2 separate regions of the Gossypium arboreum genome follow, and region 2 is linked to region 1. The links are chromatin contacts, called in public Hi-C maps. All regions are on one chromosome and are shown on one strand. Each heading gives the region's core, a stretch centred on a gene start, on an enhancer-like site or on the middle of the called end of the contact. The rest is flanking DNA. Distances are from core to core; before and after follow the strand shown.

The links. Hi-C and Micro-C count contacts between places; a contact is called where the count stands out from the background.
Region 2: a contact with region 1 is called in a Hi-C map of leaf, with 2.8 times the contacts expected there. The contact joins the promoter of LOC108470791 here to the promoter of LOC108472827 in region 1. A contact is called at or near these places in 2 of 5 Hi-C or Micro-C datasets (both in leaf).

What each region holds. Positions count from the first base shown.
Region 1 is chr11:10,942,281-10,949,561 of ASM2569848v2, reverse strand. LOC108472827 (chitinase 10) reads right to left here and starts at 4,616. Exons shown (of 2, transcript XM_017774386.2): 1 at 4,066-4,616; 2 at 3,474-3,970. The coding sequence starts at 4,592. The coding sequence ends at 3,604. It also overlaps the pseudogene LOC108472376.
Region 2 is chr11:11,111,736-11,119,016 of ASM2569848v2, reverse strand. It overlaps LOC108470791 (pectin acetylesterase 6-like), which reads left to right and starts at 4,610. Exons shown (of 14, transcript XM_017772261.2): 1 at 4,610-4,984; 2 at 5,592-5,839; 3 at 5,993-6,075; 4 at 6,274-6,403; 5 at 6,500-6,573; 6 at 7,000-7,086; 7 at 7,168-7,281. The coding sequence starts at 5,641. LOC108474102 (protein ABC transporter 1, mitochondrial) reads left to right here. Exons shown (of 7, transcript XM_017776009.2): 2 at 1-19; 3 at 259-411; 4 at 2,471-2,630; 5 at 2,893-3,002; 6 at 3,352-3,468; 7 at 3,784-4,397. The coding sequence ends at 4,176.

The DNA.
Region 1 (7,281 bases), core at 3,367-5,866:
AACAAAGCAGTTTTTGAAGAATAAAAAAGTAAATGAGATTAATTTGCAGATTTGTTCAAATAAAATTTTTGGCTCATCTTCTTCTTCTCTCTCTTTTCTTTGCTTGAGCACCAAAAGCATTGCTATTTCATTTGAATAGATTCTTTGCTTACTTGAATTGATTGTTTTGTTGATTGACTCGAATTTTTTTTTCTTTTTTTTATTTTATGTTTGAATCGATTCATTATTGCTATTTAACTTGATTCTTTTGAATAGATTCAAATGTCAACGCCATTTTAGCATCTGACCCTTTAATTCCATTAATGTTTTAGTAAAAAAAAACTTAAAAAATAAGAACACCCCAAAACGAAAGGTGAAGAAAGAAAAAGATTGAAAGCTTGAAAATGGTAGAAGTAGTTGAAACTTGAAGATAATAAATGGTGGAAGCTTTGTACAAGAAGCAATAGATTTTTTGTTGGGTGTTTGGTTGATGAGAAAATAAAAATTGTTTGACGGGAATAACATCTAAGAAAATCTGGCAATACATGGGCAGTAATTGTGATTGGCTGAATTTTTATATTCTAATGGGCTAATAGTTGGGGTAAAATAGGTAACGATTTAATAATTTAGATATTAATTTAAGAAAATTAATATAATTTAAGTACCATTTTATTGTTTAATATTTGTTATTTTAGGAGTCGAATAAGGAGTTATTCTAAAATTAGTGCCAAGAAGAACATGCCTTATGTTTTATTTCTCACCTAAACTTCCCTTCTGCATGGAAATTACCTAAATTTCCAGTTAGGTTTTTAAGGAAAGCTTCATGTTTAGCCTGAGACTGGGCGGCAGATTTCTTTTTTTTTTTTTGGGGGTGTCATCGCTAGCAAAGGCCCCTAAACTTATCGACGCTTTAAAAACGGAGTAATAATTTCAAAATATAAGTCATTGAAAAAAATTATAGGGAAAAAACCAGGGAAGAAAAAGTTTTAGCGCAACCCCTAAAATGGGAAAATGCCCTCACCCGGGCCTATCCTTGACAATTTTGGTATTCTGAAATATAAAGCAATAGCAAGTTTGACCCATAATAATAATTAGAAAAAATTACTGTAAATGAGGAAAAATGTTTTTTAAATAATAATTAGAAATTTTAAAATTCGAATTTAGATGTCACTATTTCGTTGGCATGTTAAAAAAACTTTATGTTCAAACAGTACTGTGTTTAAAGGGACAAAAAAAAAAAAGTGTTTGGAACAGTAAAACAATAGGTTTCCCATCCCATGGCCCTTCGAAGCTAACATAGATTTGGGCAAGAAATGGTGGGGGACATCAGCTTTTGCTTTTTCTCATCTTAGATCTTCCTTCCTGTAGTTTCTTTCTCGCAAAATTGGCGTTTCTTTTGGTGCAAGCCAATCTTTCTTGTTCCCCTTTTTCTTAGAGTTAATTATTAAGGTGATAGATACACAACGATGATAACCAAGCCTTTTCTTTTTAAGGTAAAACAAGAGTTTCCTTTCCACGTGAGGAAAAAGGATTTTGTTTTAAAAAGAACAACAATTTGAGTTTTAATGCATAACTTCATCATGATATCTTTTAAATTCTGTTTTATGGAAAATATAAATAATAATTATCTTTTATTAAAATAAATTATATAATAAATACTATTTTACCATATAAAATTACTAATATTTCAATTCAGATATGGTTTACCAAAAGACAAATCAAACATTTATGCCATGAGGTGGTGACTAAATATAAATGCGGAAGGCTATAAAATTACCCGTGTGTTGTGCATGAATCCTTGAACTTGCACACGAGAAGCAAACGCAAAACAGAACCCGCACATGGAGCCTCCTTGAATTTAACTCCCAAGAAACAAAAAGTTAAAATCATGAGATAAGACGTATACATGTCGGCTGCTCTGACGACATATCATCCCAACCATGGCGAGGAATATGAAAGAACTGCCTCTCTTGATTCTCTACCAATACTTACTACCACTGTTTTCCATTATATATACAGTATTTCCTTCTCTTTCTGGTTATTTAAACCAAAGGTGGCGGCTTTTGTTCTTCAGTCTTAGTTCCCACATCTCAGAAAATGAGAAGGGCAATTAGTTATTGTTCATCTTCTATAGGGAGCAGCAACCACTTTGATTCCTCAAGCACTGCTACTGCTGCTTCTTCCTCTTCGTAGAGGGACCATAACACCGATCTTAGCCTTGGTCTTAGCATTTCAACCTCTCCTCTTTATGCAAGGTGCGTGTTTAGTTATTTACTCACCATCATCTTCAAAAGAAACACTACCATTTGTTTTGGGTAAATTGGTACGTATACATGTATATCAGGAAGCAAAGATCGCCAATAAAGCCGCTGCTAAGGCTGGAGCTTGCCGAACAAGATGAGTGCAACAGTGCTACTTTTTATGTCAAAGTTTACATGGAAGGAATTCCTATTGGTAGAAAAGTAGACCTGTTGGCTCGCCGGAGTTACTGTGACCTGATAAAAACTCTTGAACATATGTTTAATACAAACCTCATCTGTTAAGTTTCATCTTTCTACTTCTTTTGTTTCCTTCGTTAAAAATGCAACAGCTGTTTTTTCTTTTCCCCCTGAACAGAAGTTTTGACGAATCCATGCAGGGGCTGAGGCTGAGGTGAATGGAGATCATTTCGAGGAATATCATGTACTAACATATGAAGACAAGGAAGGGGATTGGATGATGGTTGGTGATGTTCCTTGGCAGTAAGTAAACAACATTTCCATATGTCTTATATATGGTGATGATGGTCATTCCTTATAGTACACCACAGCTGAAGCTGTTCTATATATGCATGTACTGTAGGATGTTCTTGTCAGTTGTGAGGAGATTGAAGATAAGTAGATCAAGTGCTGAACTTTGATAAAAAATTGTTTTTCTTTTCTTTTCTTTTTGGTGGAGTGAAAATCAATAGGAGATGCGTATGCATAAAATATATGGTGGGATATGTTTAGGGTTTAGAAAAAAAAAAGTATCATGGACATACTAGAATGATTGAGTAACAAGCATCAGTCTTGTCTTTTGGTTGTAAATCTTTCATTGGTGATGGATTGTTATGTTTTACTTAAGGAAAGCCTTTTAATATTCTTACCTATAAGTCTCTTGTGTACAATCTCTTTAATAGTATTTAGTATTTACAATAAAGTCTTCACTAGCTGCTTGTCCTCTGAATTGTCTTCTATTCCTCTCTCTTCAGCCCAATAGTCCACTTAGAAGGAATAGGAGAGTGAAGGCCTGGAAACTTTTAGTTCTTGGGCTGTGGTTGCACCAAATAAATTGGCTGATTTGAACGTCATTGTCAGTTTATGCTTTGACGTTTTCTTCTTATAGCCATGTTATTTTCCTGCAAGTTTCAGCCTTGATCATTAACGTCAGATTTTAGAATAATCTATTCATAAAATCTCACAGAGAATCAACCCTAAAACAAAACAAAAAGAAAATTCCATTGAGAAAAACCCTTTGCTCTTCCGTCAGAATAAACATTTACTATTATTATAGAAATTACAATTGTATCACAAGGTCACAACAAACAAGCACGCCCTGTTTTATTATACAAGAAGAAAACAAAGGTAGGGAACCCCATTTTTGTTAAAACGGCTTTTGATTCGCACAGTCTAGGTTAGGCCCTGTATCAACTTTAAACAACTGAGCATATCTCTGAAAGAATCCAATTCTGTCATTTACACGTGCATCGTTGGGTATTCCACACTCCAACCCACCGTTGATTATGTTGGTTACCAAACCATATCCCGCCGTCCGATTAGCTGCCAAGTCGGCTTCCGTCGGGACATATTTACCAACCATGACATCGTGGCAAGACGGCTTTGGGCTCTGCTCCGTCATCCAGAACCAAAGCCCGGTTTTGAATGCGATCAAGGAGTGGTTGGCTACTATTTCTGGGTTCCTTAGCCCGTCAAAACCCACTGCCTTCCCGGCTGGTCCATAATTGTAATTCCTGTTATCAATAACACCAATCTATTCGGTTAAACCTTGCCTTAGCTTAATAGCTTCCAATAAAACACACGCGCACGCAAAATGCAATATCATTACCAGGATAGTTGAATGGGGCCTCTTCCATGGTATGATTTGCCAGGGTAGCAAGGCCATTGTGTGTTGGTAGAGTCACAGTAGTTGCTTTGAGGGTTGATTTCCTCTTTGAAGCACAAGCCCCAAGCGTATGGTCCGTCGGGTGCGGTGGCCCATCCGCCGGTGGTCTCGTGGGATATTTGAGCAAGAAAAGCTGCAATCTCACGCTTTCGGGTAGCTTTATCCCCTGTGTTGCCAAAGCTTGGAAAGCATTTCGCGGCTTGAATAAAGGAGGTGTAATTGTAAAAGTTTCTTGCAGGGCATGCATTATCATCCTTGTGTAGAAATATGGAATTAAACAGATTTTCACTAATCAAATAAGAGATGGACGGAGGGGCTCTTCGAGCTTCGACTCCATTTGAACCAAAGAATAGTATACTAAAGCAAAAAAGCAATGAGAAGGAAATAAGAGAAGAGGATTCCATAATCGTTTTTGTTGTATGAAGATGATGAAGGCAGCTCCTATTATTTATACACACTATACGTCCCATGTGAACATGCGGACAAGATGGAGGGGGTTATTAAACCCCATAAACAAGCCAGCCAGCCATGTCGAGCTTTTGACTTTGTTTTAAACTTAAAAGAAATAATCATTAAAATCATATTTTGACAAGTCAATGTCAATCCATTTGAGATGGTCGTAATATGTAAAGAGTTGACCCAAGCACTTCCAGAGATAGGTTTGATGCAACTAATTATTCCTCATTTCTATATGTAGTGGAAATGTCGACATACGATGACTTTCTTCCCAGTTCCAGGTTGAACATGCAAATGCTAGGGAAGCTTAATGTCTATTCATTACGTTTTCTAATATATCGTGAAATTAAAAGATGGGTACTGGGAAACCTAATTCTGCCTAATTAACCCAAGTTAATGTAATCGGTAAAAGGGGTTGGGAGGACTCTGTCAAATGTATTCACAGTGACAAAGGTCCACTATATATGTGATTCAACCAATTTTTTGGTGTTATATTGACTAGTACTGGAATCTATATTTTAAAAATAATTTGGTGGGAGTTTGGAATTAGTCGTTAATGATCAGAGGTTTTATTTAAGTTACCATTCGTCAATTTGGGAGGGAAAAGAACAATACTTTGGAGGAAAATAAAACCCGTAGTAGTTAAAATCTAAACTAAGTGATATCCCAAGTTAGTTAATTCTCTCTTGGTTCTCCTCGAAAGTTGTTGGGGTACAACAGTTGATTGGACATCTAGAGGTAAAGTATTGTTTTGGTACGGGCCACAAGAGCATTACTAAATCAAGGCAAATTCTAAATATTAGATATGACAATAAAATAACAAGGGTTAATGTCAGCCAGTGACATAATGGGGGATAAATTTCATCTAAAAAAATTTGATTTGTTATTCTCCTATTAAAAAGAAATAAAGATGACATAAAATTACAATTTCATACAATACTTTTTTCTTCTAACCATACCAATAATTTCATATCATAAAATAACAAATATTACTTAAATCTCAATCAAAATCATCTGAAATAATTTCTCAAAATCACAACAAACGAGGCCTTAAAGGGGCGGCTAATATGATTCTACTTCTCCATGGATTAAAACGTAGCCCCTACACTTTTCAACAAAAAAACGTAGCCCTCACACTAATTAAGTTGTCCAAATACAGTTTATGTTAAAGTTCGAACTTTTTCTTTTGTAAAGTGGTAGCCCAGCCCATATTTTTGGTGTAAAGGGTCTCTCATATCTGCTATCTTTTTTCTTAAAGCCATTTGGAGGGGGCTGAAATCACTTAGCCTAACATCTAATAGGCCCTGAAATGGGTATCATCTCAGACCAAAGTATTATATGATGTCCATTATCTAGTAGGAATCTTCACCATGGTACTATCAACTCACAAGAGAGGTAGGGTGAAAGTAGACTAGGGAAGACTTATTATAGCCCAAGAAAATTGGTTCCCAAAGCAGAAATATATTCGGACGGTCTGTAGTAAGATTTTGGAGAATTTACACATCACATTTCTATATGTTTAACCCAAATTTTATAATTCTAGTATTTGTTAGCACAACCTAAACTTTATTCTATTTTTGATAATAAACACAAAAATATGTTATTTAAATAGATGCACAAAAAAATTTCATTTAAACTTTTTAAAATTTTAAATTAATAAAAGTAAAATTTTATTTTGGTCCCTTAAAATGATAAAAATTTAATTTAATCTTTTAAAAATTGTAAAGATTTAGACTATTAAAATGATAATATTATATTTTTACCATTTTAAAATTACAATTCAATTTCGTCACCTCTAAAAAATTTTTGACTTAGCCCTTGAATACACAATGAAAAGAAAGTGATTTTCAAAAATCTCTGTCTTATATTGTTAGTTGCTATTAAAAGAAAAAAAATTAAATTAAGATAATGATGTATATATTTATTTATTTTAAAATTTAATTCAAATGACATGTTATCACTTAAACCTTAATTTTAAAATTTTGTACCAAATAATAATATAAAGTTTTTATAATATGAAGAGTTTATGTCACAACTTAATTAGCTTCAATCCTCATTTTTAACAAGGAAAAAGGGAAGGAGAGAAAAAAAAGGGAAATGATGAAGTCCAGCCAACATTTTTATAATTCTTTACAATGTTAAATTAGATTTATATATCTATCCTCTGTTGACTTATGTCATTAATTATTGATTCTTCATTTACTATGAAGTCACCAAAGTTTCATTTTATAAATCCTAGTTTTGGGTCAATGCAACTGCATATAAAGAAATGAAAACCCAAGAGCTATTCTCAAGCTGAAATTACTTTATATTCAAGAAAAATTAATATTACAAATATAAATATGACATCAGCTGAGATCCTCAAAGATAAGTAATGACATTTACAAGTTCTTGTTTCGTTAAGACTTAAGAGCCAAGCGTGTAGTGAGTTGACCTAAATTTGAGCCAAACGTAGGCGGGGCTAGCTGTTAATCCATCGTCTCTCCCAATTGGGGAATTGGGGGGACCGTCTTTAGGGTTTGGCTTTCAATTATAATGATCTCATTTCGGTTGGAGTCTAAATCTAAACAACCCCTCCTTATATTTTAATAAAAAAGAATGCCCTTTCAGCCATGCATGGCTTCCATTTTTTGTACCCTTTTTCATGTTTTGACCGTTAAACAAAAGGGTAAAGGCTGCCACTCTCACGTTGCATCATGCATG
Region 2 (7,281 bases), core at 3,361-5,860, 170 kb before region 1:
ATCCCTTGTTCCAGCTCCGGTATGCTGATTTATCTTTTTTCTTCTGTATGTGTTACGATGGTGTTTAGTGAATGTAATTTGATAGTGGAAATCATTGTGGGAAAGGTATATTTGTGGTTCTGTCTTTATTCAATATCAAATGAGAATATATGATGCAGGAGGTTGTGGTCTATATTTTCTGATTTTCTCATTAAGATTACTTGCCTTGACTTTGTACGGTGGCCCAATCATATTTTTGCCTTCTTTCATTTTATGTAGATATTGGCTGCTCTGGATATTGTGCGTCAAGGTGCAGATGTGATGCCGAGGAGCCAGCTCAATCAAGTTTTGGATGCTGAACTTGGTCCTGGTTGGTCGACAAAGTTGACTAGCTTTGATTATGAACCCTTGGCCGCTGCAAGTATTGGCCAGGTAAGCCAAATGGTTGCGTGTTTATTGTATTGCCATTCTGATTAGGATGTTCCATATATGTTTAGTCTTTGTAACCTTTTAAGGCAGCATGTCTCTTTGTCTATATGTTGCTTTTTTACTGGCTACAAGGAGTCTTACCTATAAAAAACTTTTGATCTATATGTGAACATGTTAATATTAGTTACTCATTAATATTTCTAGCATTGATGTTATTTGGTCGGAATGGGTTATTGTGCAAAGCTTTGGGAGTTGTATTCTTTTCAACCTTTATATAAGTTTACTGGTGTTTATGTGATAATTTAACTGCCTTGTGCAATCCAACTGCTCCCTGACAAGTTGATGCTTCTTTCTAGTTACCAAGGCTTTCCATTCTTGTATATATATGAAATTCAGATTTTACATTTTTGCTTAGCTAATGAATATCAGCATTTGGAATACTTACCATGCTTGTCCATTTACTCTTTCTTGCTTTCCCATCAACTTGCTTTGTTTCATCATTTGAAATGGAATATTTTGCTCAATGAGATTATTTGGATGAAACAACTTTTGTCTAGATTGTTTTTCATAGGGATGGCAACAGAGCATGGTGGGGCCGGTGTTGCCAAATCCACCAGCTCTCCATAGTTGACATGCTGTGCTCCACCATTCGCCCTGCCCTCTATGGATGTGTAATTTTGAAAAAACCATTATCACCTCCATGGATGTTGGGTACATCCATCCTTGCGTTGCTTTGCCCCAATTTGATTCTCTTTAAAAGAAATATAGCATACACAATTTTACTATACAACAAATACATTATATATAAGGAAGTGGTAATTTCATCCTTTTAATAGTTATAGATATAAAAGTTAAAAAGGAATTTAGGGTTTATTCTGTGATGCAATTTTACATTTTTACCCTTTTACCATGTATAAGGGTAATTTCATATATTGGAATGGGGCAAGCAATTACTAGAATCGCTCCATATTTGCCTTCCAAAATAACCCGCACCTACCCTCCATTGTTCAAAAAGAAAAAAAACTAGCCCTAATTGGAGTGGGATGGTTTGGGTTTTGCCATTCCTAGTTTTTCATCAATTTTAAAACTAGCCTAAAAACCTAACCTCTCTCTCTCTCTCTCTCTCTCTCTCTCTCTCTCTGTGAAATTCTAGGTTCACAGAGCTGTTATGAAGGATGGTATGGATGTGGCAATGAAAATTCAGTACCCTGGTGTGGCAGATAGCATTGAGAGTGACATTGAAAATGTCAAACTTCTATTAGATTATACAAATCTAATTCCTAAAGGGCTGTATCTTGACAGAGCAATGAAGGTATGCGCTTATGCATGTGTCAACTTATATTATCGAGTTTCTAAGTTTTGACTATGTTAAATAAATGGTTGGCCTTCCAATACAGTTTAACGATGGACACTTGCAGATATAGTTCACAAAGCTATTTGGCCAAGCCCAGCATATTTAGGGACGGCAGTATAGATTGGATATATGCAATTTCTTTAAAATTTGAATACCTTTATTATTCACATTAAATTCAAGTATTACTACTTAAATTTGAATCCAAATTAATTAAAATATGCGAATCCACTAAATATCTGCATTTAGTAAGTATGAAAATATTTTTTAAATAAAAATAAGTCCACATATATTAAATATAAAAATATTTTTAAATAAAAGTTTTAAAAAGTAAAGCCAATGATGGAGTCGGATGTTTGAATCCATATCTGTTTTTGGAGAGCTAATATCCGCTTCCTCTCTTAATCCACTAGTAGATCTAATATCCAAATCTACAAAAAGCAAGTTGGATATCCGAAAATATCTGAGTCCACACTATCCATTGCAATCCCTAGGCATGTTGATAGAGTTAAGAGTATCTTTCCCTGGTATTGTTTGATCTTTTCCGCACCTTTTTACTGGTTCTGGCTATACTGTTACATGCCGCAAAATGGGGGCTCAGTCCTGTATTTAATGGTAGTGGTTATTGGAGGATGTTATCTGGGTATATTGACAATTGAAGTTTCTGTGTTAAAAAATTGGATGTTTATGTCCTTGCTTGAATTCTTGCAGGTGGCTAAAGAAGAATTATCTCGAGAATGTGACTATCAGTTGGAGGCATCCAATCAGAAAAGATTCCGTGATATGCTATCTGGCCATGAGGGATTTTATGTTCCACTTGTTGTGGATGATATTTCAGGCAAAAGAGTTTTAACCACGGAACTTATTTCTGGTAATTGTGCTGCATCTTTTAGGTTCCTATTTTGCTTAAAGCATCTGGTTCGCATAGTTTGTGCTATGTTCTCTAAGTATTGAGAGGATACTTTCTTGCAACTGTTTAAAAGAACATATTTTAACTGTGAACTGGAGAATCTGATAGATCAAAGTGCATCAATCTTATTTGGTCTCTAAAACAGTTTCAATTTTACAAGGTTGATAAAATAATCTCATGAATTGTATTTGTTTACTTTGAAAATGTTATTTACTTGCTACAGGAGTTCCAATTGACAAGGTTGCATTACTGGACCAAGGAACTCGTAATTATGTTGGGAGAAAGTTGCTAGAACTGACATTAATGGAGCTATTTGTTTTCCGCTTTATGCAGGTATACTTTCTCTTATGTCTTTTTCCTTTCTTAGGAGGTTTCTGTGTGTGTTTCTCTCTCTTGCCTACTTTTCTGTACAAAGCATTTAAATCCCTGAAGGCTATTTTTGCTTTGTCATCTGAGGGCCAGGTTATTTTTAAACATAATGAAAGTTTTGGTTTGTTTATTTCTCAAAAATATCTAAGCCTAAAGCTATCAATTTAAGAAGAAACTTGACTTTGGTTTTCTATAAACTTTTTAGAATTAGCTCTTTCTCTAAGTTTGCTTCTTATTATTCTCGTAAAATGCTGCTTTGTTCCATTTTATAAGTCTTGTTGAAGAAGTGACGTCCTTTCTTGCTCTTATGCAGACTGACCCCAATTGGAGTAATTTCCTATATGATGAGACTACCAAAACAATCAATCTCATTGACTTTGGAGCAGCTCGAGATTATCCTAAACGATTTGTTGATGACTATTTGCGAATGGTCTGTTCCCTTCAAAAATGCTCGTGGCATCAAATTTTTTCTTTTTCTTTTTCCCACACGAATAGCACAAGCTGCTTTTGACATTTAGGTTGAAAACCAGCCATATGTTTGTCTTCAGCCTTTATGGATTTTTCTACTTTTAGACTCTTGCTTACTAGACCTCTATATAGTTTGATCTTTAGGGTGGCTTTGCTTCAAGCTTACTAATTCTATGAGGTGTTCAACCTTGTGTTGCGGTTTAACTTTTGCCATTTTCAGAGTTGATTGTCCGTAGTTGTGAACTGAAGGATTACTTCCTTGCATGTATTCGACCAGGTTATGGCTTGCGCAAATAATGACAGAGCAGCAGTTATTGAGATGTCACAGAGACTTGGATTCTTGACAGGAAAGGAATCAGAGGTAATGTTGGAGGCTCACGTTCAAGCTGGTTTTGTTGTGGGATTGCCATTCTCAAAGTCTGGTGGCTATGATTTCCGCTCAACTAATATTACTCAAAGCATTTCAAACCTCGGGGCAACAATGCTGAGGCACCGCCTTACACCACCCCCAGACGAGGCCTACAGTCTTCATCGGAAATTGTCAGGTGCTTTCTTGGCTTGCATTAAGCTAGGGGCTGTTGTACCATGCAGGGAATTGTTGCTTGATGTCTATGAGCACTACCATTTTGGCGAAGATGAGTGGTCCTTATCAACTGCTTCAGTATCTTGACGACGTTGGGATTATTTAGTTTACAAATTTTGATTCTTTTTATTACCTTTGTAATAAAAATTTAGGGATTCAATTTGCCAAGTGCACATCCCATTATAATATGAATTTTACATATTCTAACTTTGTTGGCTAAAGAGAAAAAAAAAGTTTTAAATTTTGATATTAGTTTTTGTACTTATCAAATGATAATTGATAAATTATCTATGTTAAGTTTTCTGAAATCTGATGTTGCAAATATATTATTATATGTATAATGTCATGTTAGTTTATTGTTTTCATATATTATTTAAAATTTTGGTTAATAAATTAATAATTATAATTTATGAAAAATTAAAAAGTGCATGGACTTAGAGTTGATCTAATTACAAAATACGGATGAAATTTACAGTATAGTGATTAAAATTGATGAATTCAAAAAGATCAAAGAAGCAGGATAATTTCTTATAAAATAGAAAGGGATGAAGACAATGCTCCTTTAGTATTTGAATGCGAGAAAAAAGAATGGGGTTCTTCAAAATTTGCTCTTTTCTTTCTCGTCAATATACATGCACTTTAAGCAATAAATAAAGAAGGATATTATTATGTTTTTCTTATCCTCCAGCATATTTAGCTAAAACAAAATTCAGTGTTTTTTGTTTTCGCTTGTAATTTATTACTTAGCCCAATACCAGAAAATGATGCAGGAAATATTCAAAGTAAAAAATAGAGCGCAATTACCGGAAGGCAGATTATCGGCGGATTTAGAGAGCGTAAGGATGTGGAGCATTTTTATATGATCATTCATAGACCATGCAATAATACATAGTCGGTAAGCATAGTATTAGTTTAGTTTTAGTACCACTACAGGACTGGAACAGGAATCTGTCTATGTCGGTGTTCATATTCATAGTTGATCCCAACCTACTCTCTTTTTTTTCCCCCTAATTCTACTTGTTTTGTTTGCTTTGCCCCAAAACCAAATGTTTCCATTCATCTCCAAGGACATAAAATGAAAGAAGATTGAAGTTGGGAAGATGAAGAAGTTTTAAAAGAAGGTAAATGTAATTTTAGGAGGAGCATTCAAGAAAAATAACTACACTAGTTGGAAAGGATTGCGGCTGCCTAAAGTATTGCACGAGAGTCTACGGATAAAAAAACAATAAACATATGGAAAAGGTACAAGACAGGCAACGGTCTCTTGTGGCTGACTAAGCAGTGAATGTCGCTCAACTGTAGCATCTTGCCTTCATTTCTGCTGTCATTCAAAAATGGGGTTTATCAAAATTCATAGCTGAAATCTCTAGCCATTATCACTCCCCTTGAAAGTGTTCCACCTTCATCCTCATTTTTAGGTTTTAGCTTTCTTTGCAAAGCTTTTCGAACTCCTACACTGAATACATTGTTTGTTTATTTTTCTTTCTTTCCCTGGTTTTTAGAGTTAGCTGTAATCTAGAAGAGGAGTGAAAAAGACAAAAGAGAGAAATAATGAAGCGAGTTCTGATATGGGTTTTGAGCTTGTGGAGTGTAGTTGGGATTGGTTGGAGCCGATCTGAAGATGGGTTGCAAGAACTTAAAGCTAAAGACAGATTACTCTCCTTCTTAGAGAAAGATGCAGTATCCCCTGGTGCCAACTCTCTCATGATTCCCCTTACTCTCATTCAAGGAGCTGCTTCTAAAGGAGCTGGTACTTCTCAAACTTCAACGCATCATTTACTTCTTGCATTCCAGGACTGCCCTGAAATTCTGATTCTTGATTCCTGTTGAGATATGAGACTCCTTTTTCCCTTCTTTTTTTTTTTTTTTCATTTTCTTTCTTTTCATGCCTTGGGTTTCACAGTTTGTTTGGATGGGACGCCTCCTGGTTATCATCTGGATCGTGGGTTCGGCTCTGGTTCAAACAGCTGGCTCATCCAATTGGAGGTTTGGCCAACATACTTCAACACCACATTATCTAATAAAGATTGATTTTCATCCTTTTTTTGGTCTTAGATTCTAAAGTCATTTGACCTTTCCTATGTCTGGAAAGGACCTTTTAGTGGTTTCATTGACTACTCTTAGTAGTTTGATTTCCTTTGTAGCTAATTTTAGTGACTTAACTGGAATTTATGTTTGTTTTAGGGAGGTGGATGGTGTAATACCATTCGAAGTTGTGTCTTCCGCAAAACTACTCGACGTGGTTCATCAAAATTTATGGAGAAGCGACTAAATTTTACTGGAATATTGAGCAATAAAGCTGAAGAAAACCCTGGTTTGTAGAATTGATAGCCCATTTTTACTTTTTGGACAAGTATTTATGCAGCATTTCTTCATAAAAATTTTGAATGGGGCCTCTCGCGTTGTGCAGATTTCTATAACTGGAACAGAGTGAAGCTACGTTACTGTGATGGGGCATCTTTTTCTGGGGAGGGCCAGAATGAGGTAAGCAAGAGTAGTATTATGTACTAACCTCTTGCAGCATTTCCCTCAACTATCATTAAGTTGCCGGTGACACAAATACCCTAGTCAGTGAAAATTAGTGATCAATTTGATTTACTCAATGCTTATTTCATATTCTTAGCCCCAAAATTACTATTGTTTTTGCCCTTATCCCTTTCGTCTCTTCAACTATTTCTGAGTGTTAGGAAAGTTTTATGTGGTTATTGCAAGCCAACTCTAAATAGACAAACTGGGAATGTTTTCTTGGGCTGGGGGTTGGTTGTAAGAATAATATGTTAAGTTCTTTTTAAGTTCTCATTTTAAGAACAGATCGTTTTTCCTTCTATAGGGTATATTCTATAAAACTTGTTAGTTGTTACTATCTTAATTTGGTGAAGCATTCATGGTATTCTGTGATTTTGCATCCAGGCTAACCAACTTTATTTTAGAGGACAAAGGATCTGGTCTACTGCTATGGAGGAATTAATGGCCAAGGGAATGCGGAATGCCGAGCAGGTTGAGCATCTAGCATGCTTTTTATTCAGTTCCCAATCTGGCTTGGATATCTAATATAGGTTAGATTTGATTGTGTTTCAGGCTCTTCTTTCTGGATGCTCAGCTGGAGGTCTAGCTTCCATTCTTCATTGTGATGAATTTAAGGATTTGTTTCTGAGCACTACAAAAGTAAAATGTCTAAGTGATGCAGGCTTG